2 separate regions of the Sus scrofa genome follow, and region 1 is linked to region 2. A link is a contact called in public Hi-C data. All regions are on one chromosome and are shown on one strand. The core of a region is the stretch at or near the end of the contact, and the rest is flanking DNA. Distances in the headings are between cores, read along the strand shown.

The links. A called contact is a pair of places that touch in the nucleus more often than the background predicts.
Region 1: a contact with region 2 is called in a Hi-C map of liver, with 10 times the contacts expected there. A contact is called at or near these places in 2 of 5 promoter capture datasets (fetal skeletal muscle and liver) and 2 of 47 Hi-C or Micro-C datasets (embryonic fibroblasts and liver).

The regions. Positions count from the first base shown.
Region 1 is chr5:66,440,820-66,445,335 of Sscrofa11.1, forward strand. It overlaps PARP11 (poly [ADP-ribose] polymerase 11), which reads left to right and starts at 2,664. Exons shown (of 9, transcript XM_003126559.5): 1 at 2,664-2,912.
Region 2 is chr5:65,893,836-65,898,542 of Sscrofa11.1, forward strand. RAD51AP1 (RAD51-associated protein 1) reads right to left here and starts at 3,375. Exons shown (of 9, transcript XM_001926380.4): 1 at 3,205-3,375. The coding sequence starts at 3,221. C5H12orf4 (chromosome 5 open reading frame, human C12orf4) reads left to right here and starts at 3,690. Exons shown (of 14, transcript NM_001243413.1): 1 at 3,690-3,755.

The DNA.
Region 1 (4,516 bases), core at 1,414-3,913, 550 kb after region 2:
CAGCAAAGTAAGAGGTAGGTTATTGTCAGTCACAAGCCCAAACACCCAGGGGTCCAAAGAGGTCATTTAAACGAGATAAGAGATATTGGTCTGGTAACTCAGGTAAACCTGAGAGCCCACTCCCAGCCCCAAGGGTCAGTCTGACCAGTTGTTGGCGTAGGAGGATCATTTGACCAGTTGTTGGCATGGGGTAAGGGACTTTGGAGAGCCACATTATTTAATGTGACTTTTCCCTCTTTTAAAATGGTGGCCACTCATCAAAATTGTAAACCTATTCATGTGTGCTAAAGCTGGGTAAACTCTCAGTTTGTGACCCCAGGACTAAATGAATCTAAAGTCCCTTCCCACGCTTGCTCTCTAATGGTGGTCATAAATCCAGAAGAATAAGAAAAAAGACGATGACTAAAGGTGGCACAGCTATTTGCAATTTATGAAATGTGTTCTCTTCTTCTTCATTTGGGATACAGCAGTACATTTTAAAAACGCGTCCACCCACTACATATCCAAATTACCGGGTTCTCTCCACCTCGCTCTGTCCACCAGCTCAGGGAACCCCAAGGCTTCAAGGAAAGGAAGTATAGCTCCAACCCCACAAAAGGTAGGGAAACTGCCCCTAATCTTTCCAGCTAAACTCGCTTAGGAAAAATCCACTTTACCTTCAAGGAAGAGCTAAGTCCTAAATTATTTAAATTGCTACTATTCACTTTGCAAAACTTGTTAAAGACAGCTACCAAAACACCCAGTAACAATGGACCATTTCATTAACTGTAAATTTTATTCCTAAATAAAAGATTAACAAATGGAACCCAGCAGTTTATTCAAAGAATAACAAATATGGGACCGAGCAGGCTTTCTTTCAAGAAGATAAGGATGGGTTGAACATTAGAAAATCTATGAGAATAGTTCATTATATTAATGAGTCAGAATACAAAAGGAATATAGTGATAGAGCTTGGGATAGTTTAGGAATTTAACATCCTTTGACAATTAAAAGCTTATAGTAAAATAGAAATAGAAAGAAATCTCTTTAAAGATGATAGTGTGTTTGAAGACTACCTAGCACCGACTAAGAGCAAATTCTTGTCGTACCAAATGCCCATTTTCTTATCCAGTGTTTTTCAAATATTTTCTGAAGTTTTGGCCAATGCAATAGGAAGAGTGAAAAATGCATTACTGTGGGTAATGTGATTGTTAACAGAAATTCAGAGAGGTCAGCTGACAAGCTTTTAAAACTAAGAAGACCTTTTCAGTGTGGTAGGCTACAAGATAAATGCACATAGCATTCCATAGCTTGTATGAATGTTACACACATATGCATTTGAAATAATCCATTGTGATAGATATTTAAGTAGTTTTCAATTTTTTCACCATTCCAAAAAAGTAGCAATAAATATTCTTGTATAGACATTTTCTGTGCAGTTGTCCCATTTGCCTCCTTGACATTAGTTCCTAGAAATGGAAATTTGAAATTTTGTTTCATATTGCCAAACTACACTCAAGAATAGTGTATAAATTTACAATCACTAAATTTATTCTGGTAAATGGATCGAGATAGGGATCTTTACCTTTTTTTTTTCCACTTTACTTTTTGCCAAATGACTAACCAGTTGCTTATTGAATAATCCATCCTTTCCCCACTACTTTGAAATAGATTTATTATACTTTTTTGGCATGAAGGATATCTATATCACAGTAAGTGAAAAAATCAGGCTCTAAAAATGCAGGTATTCTTTGATCAAATAAAATTTTTTTTTTTTAATGTGTGGAGGTATAGAAAAGCTAAGAAGGATCTTAAACTAGCTCTTTTTAATTTCTCATGGGTAGATGGTACTTCTTTGCCTAGGAAATTCTTCCCCTCTTGTAGCTAGCTCTCTTTACTCAGATAAGTTCAATAGGAGGACAGCCAAGACGTTTTAGCTTGAAACTTGGGATGGGGGAACCGGGGGGGGGGGGGGGGGGAGGCAGCCCTCTGTGCTACCTAGGTAAGCATGCTCTCAAAGAACCCTGTACTTGCCATATTACCTATAAACCATCCTGTACCTTTTTGCTTGAATTCTTGTTTTTTTGTTTTGTTTGGGGGGTTATTTTTGGCCACAGAAGCAGCATGTGCAAGTTCCCGGGCCAGGGATGGAACCTGAGCCATAGTCATGACAACGCTGAACCCTTAACTGCTATGTCACCAGGGAACCCTTGCATCCTGTTATCTAAATTACTTCTTATTTTTTTTCCTCTAGACTCTAAGCTCCATGAGGACTGCATACGGGTCACTCTTGTTCATTCCAGAGCCTAGCACAGTATCTGGCAAATAATCTCCACTCATTGAGCTTTTACTGTATGCCAAATACTGTGCTAGCTTTCTCCAATGATTTCACAACACCCTATTATCGTCTCCTGCAGAGCACGAGCAAACAGATCGTGAAGCCTGTCCCACAGGCTACTCATTCCCAGACCTCTCTGCCTCTTACCGCTACACCCACTATACGGTGATCAAGAAATATCGAAGAATTACAGCCTGGGATGCTTGGGAATCACTTGGAGATGGCAGGCGGATTGCAGCCCTGGACTGTGGTTGGACTGAAGCCCTTTAGCTCCGCCCACAACCCCAGACCCTCGCAAGCCCCGCCCACTTCGCTCCAGGCCGGAAGGGAGCGGCAGGGGCGGGGTGAGCTTCCGGGGGCGGGGCGGGACCGGCCCCGGTTAGCAGGCTCTGGCCGGAAGTCGAGAGGTTAGGGGATCCGAAGACGCCGGCTTGTGACAGGGAGAGGGAGACGGAGGCCTGTGTGGAGGTTGCCCCTCCGTCCCTTCGCTCCCGGGGACCCTCAGGAAAAACCCAGCACCCCGGCCCCGTGGCCAGCCCCTTCCCCCAGGCTCTCTCCGCTCGATTTCGCCACCGTTATGTGGGAAGCGAATCCGGTGAGTAGCCGGGCGGGACTGGGCGGGCCGATGGGCGGGGTTGACGGGAGAGGGCGGGAGGGGTTCCCGGGAACTGCCCCCGCTACCCCGACGGCCGCGCCGGCCGGCTGTTGAATTTCCGGGCGAGAAGAACCCGGCCCTGGCGGCTCGGGCAGTGGAGACGGCCCGGTGGGTCCCCAGCGCCGTGCGGCTGCTCTGTCCCAGTGATTGATTTTGACTCGCTGCGGTTTCTCCGCCCTCGTCACTCCACCGTCTTTTTCAACTTTGCCTTTGAACCTGTTTCTCTTCCTTAGCCTCAGGTGTTCCCACCAGCTACCCCCCAAACCCAATCTAAAGCGAGGGAACTAGCCCCTCTGGGCCCTGAGTGGGCCTCAGAGGAACCGCCAGGGCTGGCTCCTTTTCCCTCCTCGGGGGCTAGCCATTGAAAACTGAGGTGGGCCGAGTGTGAGTTCTAAGTCTCTAGATGGTGAGGTTCTTAGATTTTTTTTTTTCCACTGGACAGAACTGATGACCTGGAATGTTTCAACTGCAAGTCTTGTGTCTTCCTCCGGTATTTGCATTGTGCCTGCGCTTGTTTTTGTTTACCTTGCTTTTATACATTCATTTATTTCATATGCAGCCTGCAAAGAGTGGAATTCCTTTGCCAAGAGTATTCCATTAACCTGTTAGAGGTGAAATCGCCTAGTAAGAGGGCAAATGGACGCTATTTACGCCTTTGAATTCAGTGGAAAGATGGCAGAATCACATATCAGCAAATTGTTAGCTTTAACATGTGCCACTACCCCATGTACTGAGAAAACTTCCTAAATTTACTTGAATAACCTTGTTTTCTTATTTGCAGTAACTCATTTGATGTAATCAGCACTTCCCCCCCCCCCATTCCTGGAATATATTTCCAGATAAATTGATTTATCAGTAAATTCTCTTCTGTTTTTAAGTTTTTATCCAGTAGAAACTAGTCTGTTGGTCTGGATTTTTTGGTTACATATGCTGGTTCCATCCCAGGCCACTGTGTAACAGTGGTGGTCACTAAGACTTTTTTTTTTTGGTTCATACATATAATCCTCTAATATAAAGCCACATCAGAGGAAAGGAACTACTGGCGCTTGATTTTGGCAAAAATAATTTCAAATTGTGACAGTGTGCTCTCTGATTATATATTCAGTTTCACTATCAGTTTCATTAGTAAATTTCATTTTGTATTATTATATGTATGTATATGTGTGTATATGTGTTTGTGTGTGTATTCACTTTTTATTGGCAGTGCTTCTCTTTCTGATTTCTCCATAACAAGCCCTTTCATCATCCCAAGGACATGTCTTGCCCAGTGTCACATATCTTAAATACTTCACTAGAGTATAAGCTCCACGTGGGCAGGCATTTTTGTCTGTTTTGTTTACTACAGTGTCCTCAGACTCGGGAACAGAGCCTGGCATGTAGTAGGTGCTCAGTCAATATCCGTTGAATTAACAGAGGTGATTGCATCAGTACTAGAGAGAGGCTTTTGCTCCTGTTATTCAGTCCTCTCCTCCATCACCTTATGTCTGCATTGGCTGTTGGATCACTTGTGTGCTTGTAAGGATGATAAGAGCATTAATGAGTCT
Region 2 (4,707 bases), core at 2,125-4,624:
TTCTTGTTTTTACTCTGAGCACATAGCAGTATTAAAAAAACAAACAAACAATAACAAAACAAAACAAACAAACAAAAAAAAAAAACACCAAAAGATGACTACTTGTATAGTTTGGTGCCACTGCCTTGATTCGTGTTAAGGCCCCAGCATTTCTACCTCCAGTGCAGTGCAAATGGCAGAATGGTTAAGAAAAGCATACAATGTCTTAATATTATCATGAAAATAGTTTTGATTCCATGGACCTCCTGAGAGGGTCTCAGAGACCCCTAGGGGTCTGCAGATCATTCTTTGAAAACCACTGTTCCAGGCAAAGGGAGGATGTCTTTGCTACTTGGACATTTGGAACCCATTTTAAACTCATGTTCAAAATGGAAATCTTGATCTGCCATATGCTCTGAACCTTTTCCTGGTCCTCCCCACCCCAGTTAATAACAAAGATCATCCACTCAGTAGCTCAGCCTAAAGATATTGGGGACTCATCCCTGATTCTCCTTTTTCCTTCCCTCCACATCTACTTCATCCCAAGTTGTCAGCAATATCTCCAAAATCTATCCCAAATTCGCCTGTCCCATTCCACATCCACTGATAACACCGTACTCCAGCCACTACCTAACGATAAACCACCTCCTAGCTGGTTTCCCTGTGCCCCTTCTGGTCATCCCCTCCTCCACTCACTCTCTACCAGCAGCCAGTGCACTATGTAAAACCCAAATTAGATTTCTCTCCCTTCCACTGACCTCCCACTGTGCTTAGAATAAAATCCAACCTCCTTTCTAAAGCCTTCAGGGCCCTACCTACTCTGGACCCTGTCTGTTTCTCTGATCTAACCCCCTATAACTGTCCCTGTTGCTGGCTAATGCCATAGCCTTAGGGATCTTCTTTCAGTCCCTCGAACATGGTCAAACTCAGGGCCTTGGCTCTTATTCCCTCTGCCTGGACTGCCCTGGACTTTGACTGCAGAGTTCCTTCTTATCACCCATATCTCAGCTGCTGCATTGTCTCCTGGGAAGGGCCTGTCCTAACTCCTCCACCACCGTCTGCTTTTGGATGTGTCCACAGCATGCAGAAATTCCCTGGCCAGGGATCAAATCCAAGCCACAGCAGTGACAACACAAAATCCTTAACTGCTAGGCCATCAGGGAACTAGGGAACTCCCTAACTACCCTATTTAAAGTAGGGGTCATGGAGTTCCCGTCGTGGCTCAGTGGTTAAGGAATCCGACTAGGAACCATGAGGTTGAGGGTTCGGTCCCTGCCCTTGCTCAGTGGGTTAACGACCCGGCGTTGCCGTGAGCTGTGGTGTAGGTCGCAGACGTGGCTCGGATCCCGCGTTGCTGTGGCTCTGGCGTAGGCCGGCGGCTACAGCTCCGATTCGACCCCTAGCCTGGGAATCTCTATATGCCGCAGGAGCAGCCCAAGAAATGGCAAAAAGACACACACACACAATAAAGTCTACAAATAATAAATGCTGAAGAGGGTCTGGAGAAAAGGGAACCTTCCTACACTCTTGGTGGGAATGCAAATTGTAAGTTGGTGCAGCCATTATGGAAAATAGCATGGAGGTTCCTCACAAAACTAAATACAGAACTACTGTATGATCCTACAACCCTAGTCCTGGGCCTATCTTTGGAAAAAAACTAATTCTAAAAGATACATGCATCCCAATATTCATAACAGCACTATTTACAATAGCCAAGACATGGAAGCAACCTAAATGTCCATCAACAAATGATTGAAGGAGTTCCCGTAGTGGCACAGTGGTTAACAAATACGACTAGGAACCATGAGGTTGCGGGTTCGGTCCCTGCCCTTGCTCAGTGGGTTAATGATCTGGCGTTGCCGTGAGCTGTGGTGCAGGTTGCAGACGCGGCTCGGATCCTGCGTTGCTGTGGCTCTGGCGTAGGCTGGTGGCTACAGCTCCGATTGGACCCCTAGCCTGGGAACCTCCATATGCCACGGGAGCGGCCCAAGAAATAGCAACAACAACAACAACAACAAAAAAGACAAAAAGACAAAAAAACAAAAAACAAAAAAAAAACAAATGATTGAAGAAGATGTGGTATATACACACAATGGAATAGTACTCAGCCATAAAAAATATGAAATGTTATTTTCAGCAACATGGATGGACCTGGAGATTGTCATATTGAATGAAGCAGATCAGAAAGAGAAAGACATATTTGTCCTATCACTTATATGTGAAATCTAAAATATGACACAAATGAATGTATTTACAAGACAGAAGCAGACTCAGACATAGAAAACAAGTTTATTGTTACCAAAGGGGAAAGGAGGTGGGGAAGAGATAAATAAGGAGTTAGGGATTAACAGATGCAAACTATTATATATAGAATGGATAAACAACAAGGTCCTACTGCACAGGGAACTATATTCAACATTCCATAATAAACTATAGTAAAGAACATAAAAACAAATATATGAGATACATATCATATACATATATATAACTGAATCATTTTGCTGTACATCAGAAACAAAACATTATAAATTAGCCACATTTCAACAGAATTTTAACTAATTGAAGTAGGGCTTTCTTCCTTCTCACTCTGTCTCACGTTGTGATGTTTATTTTCAGTCCCCTAAACTCATCCCTTGACTAGAATGCAACCTCCAGCACCTAGCACAGTACAGAAGTAAATACATCCAAAACTACTAAATGAATAGCCGACCCTAAGTCGCCATGGCACTCGACTGTGGTTAAGGAGAGGAACAGTTTCAAAGAGTACATTTAATGGAAAACGCAGAGGAGCCGGCGCCAACTGACTTACTAGCTCTGTGACTCAGGTAACCTGGCTTTTATGCCTAGCGTAAAAATGATAAAATGGGGAGACCTAAACTTTCTATATCAAAGAAGTATAGAGATGAATAAATGAAGTAACACATAAGCAGGAGCTCGGTGAAACGCAGAGCAATGTAAGCAGGTCTTATTTGAACGAGATGGATAAAAGAAAGGGCAGTAACTGCCGAGGGAGGCAAGAGACGGAAACAGCCAGGATGATAGGGCCCTTCAGAGGAGTGGGAGGCTCTCACTGGGGGCTGGCGCGTCTCCCAGTGACTGTCCACCCCGCCCCGCCATCGCTATCCTGGTCCTCTGGCCTACTCCTCCATCCTGTGCAGCAGACGCGGCCTGCAGCGACCTCCCGCCCTTCCACCCCATCCCGCCCGGATACCACGAACTACTCACCTCGCAGGCCGCACCATGGTCTCCTCCAAGGTAGGAAATATGCACTTCTTAGACTCCTGCTGGCATCTGCCGCTGCAGTTCCAATTCCCGCCTAAAACCAAATCCACAGCGCTCCGCCCGGCCGTCAGCCCTCCAATCCTCACCGGCCATCCCGGTTGCCGCGCATGCGCTCTGAAAAGCGCGCGTTAGTTCACGCCCTCCCGAGGCACCGCCTTTCCGCATCCGGTTCACCAGAGTCGAGTTCTTGTTTCGCCACTGCACTTTCGTCACAACAGTGGCTTCAGCGTCGTCCCTCAAGTGTAAAATAACAGTAGAAATACACCTTCCTACACTTTTTAAATTATTACATTAAGGGCAGTATGGAACGACAGGACATATAGAGCCATAAATTTTCCATGGGATGCCAGGAAAGAGGAAAAGATTAAACGAATCTGCTGAAACGGATCTTCCAGCTGTGAAAAATCAGGCTGTAGTCAGCTGACCAATTCTGCGCCAAGGCTCATTGACAGCGAGAAGTGAGAGGACCGCTGGGGCCTGTAGGACTGGGAGAGGTGAGCCCGCGGCGGGAGCGAGGAAGGCACTTAAAACCGAAACCCTTTAACAGGGGGGCTGTTCCCCTCCCTCGGCTGGGGCTTCTCGCCGAGACAGTCTGCCCTCCCTTTCCTGGCTTATTTAAACCTCAGAACCTCCACTCAATTGGCGGAGTGAGTTTGGTCCGGCCCTTCTCACATTTGATTTCAGCTCTGTTAATAATAACAAATCGGGGAGAGGGAACTAAAGTATTAATTTGTTGAAACATAGTAAGCCTAAAGGTTGCACCAGTTGAAACCATAATTAATGGTTTTTGTTTACTGAAAATATTGACCCTAAACAAGATTAGACTATAAACCCGTTATTTCCGTAGTCTTCAATTCCGTGCAAGATGTTCCTTTGCCTGCATCATGTGTATTCAGTTAGCAGCTCGGGTTTTTTCTCTGATATATTCTTACAGCTTCTTTCTATTATTATTTATTACTTTTACTAGCTTCTAGTTATTTGTCATCTTATGTTTGTCAGATGCTTCGTATTTATTATTTGGTTAAGCCTAATGACGGTCCTACAAGTTAAAAGGCTTTCTGGGGCCTATCCATGCTGAGACGTGGCATGGGAAAAAGAGCAGTAAGAGTGCCCTAGGCATAGGAAAAGCGTTCTGAAAGGTAGGGAGTGGCAAGAGAGGTTCGGTATTGAAAAATTTTCAGTATAGGTTGAAAAGTAAAGTCTGAATTTGTGTTGCGAAGAGGAGGTGCAGGTGCTGAAAGAAGAGTCTGGAGTATAAGCAGAGGCAGAGTAAACTACGTTAAGGAGTTTGAATTGTATCCTAACAGCAATGGAGAGTCATAGACGGATTTAAAGCAGATGAGCAACATGTTCTGGTAGGCATTTTTAAAAGATTACTATATAAATTGTCTTTTTGTTTTCTTTTTGGTTTCCTTTGCTGTGCAAAAGCTTGTCAGTTTGATTAGG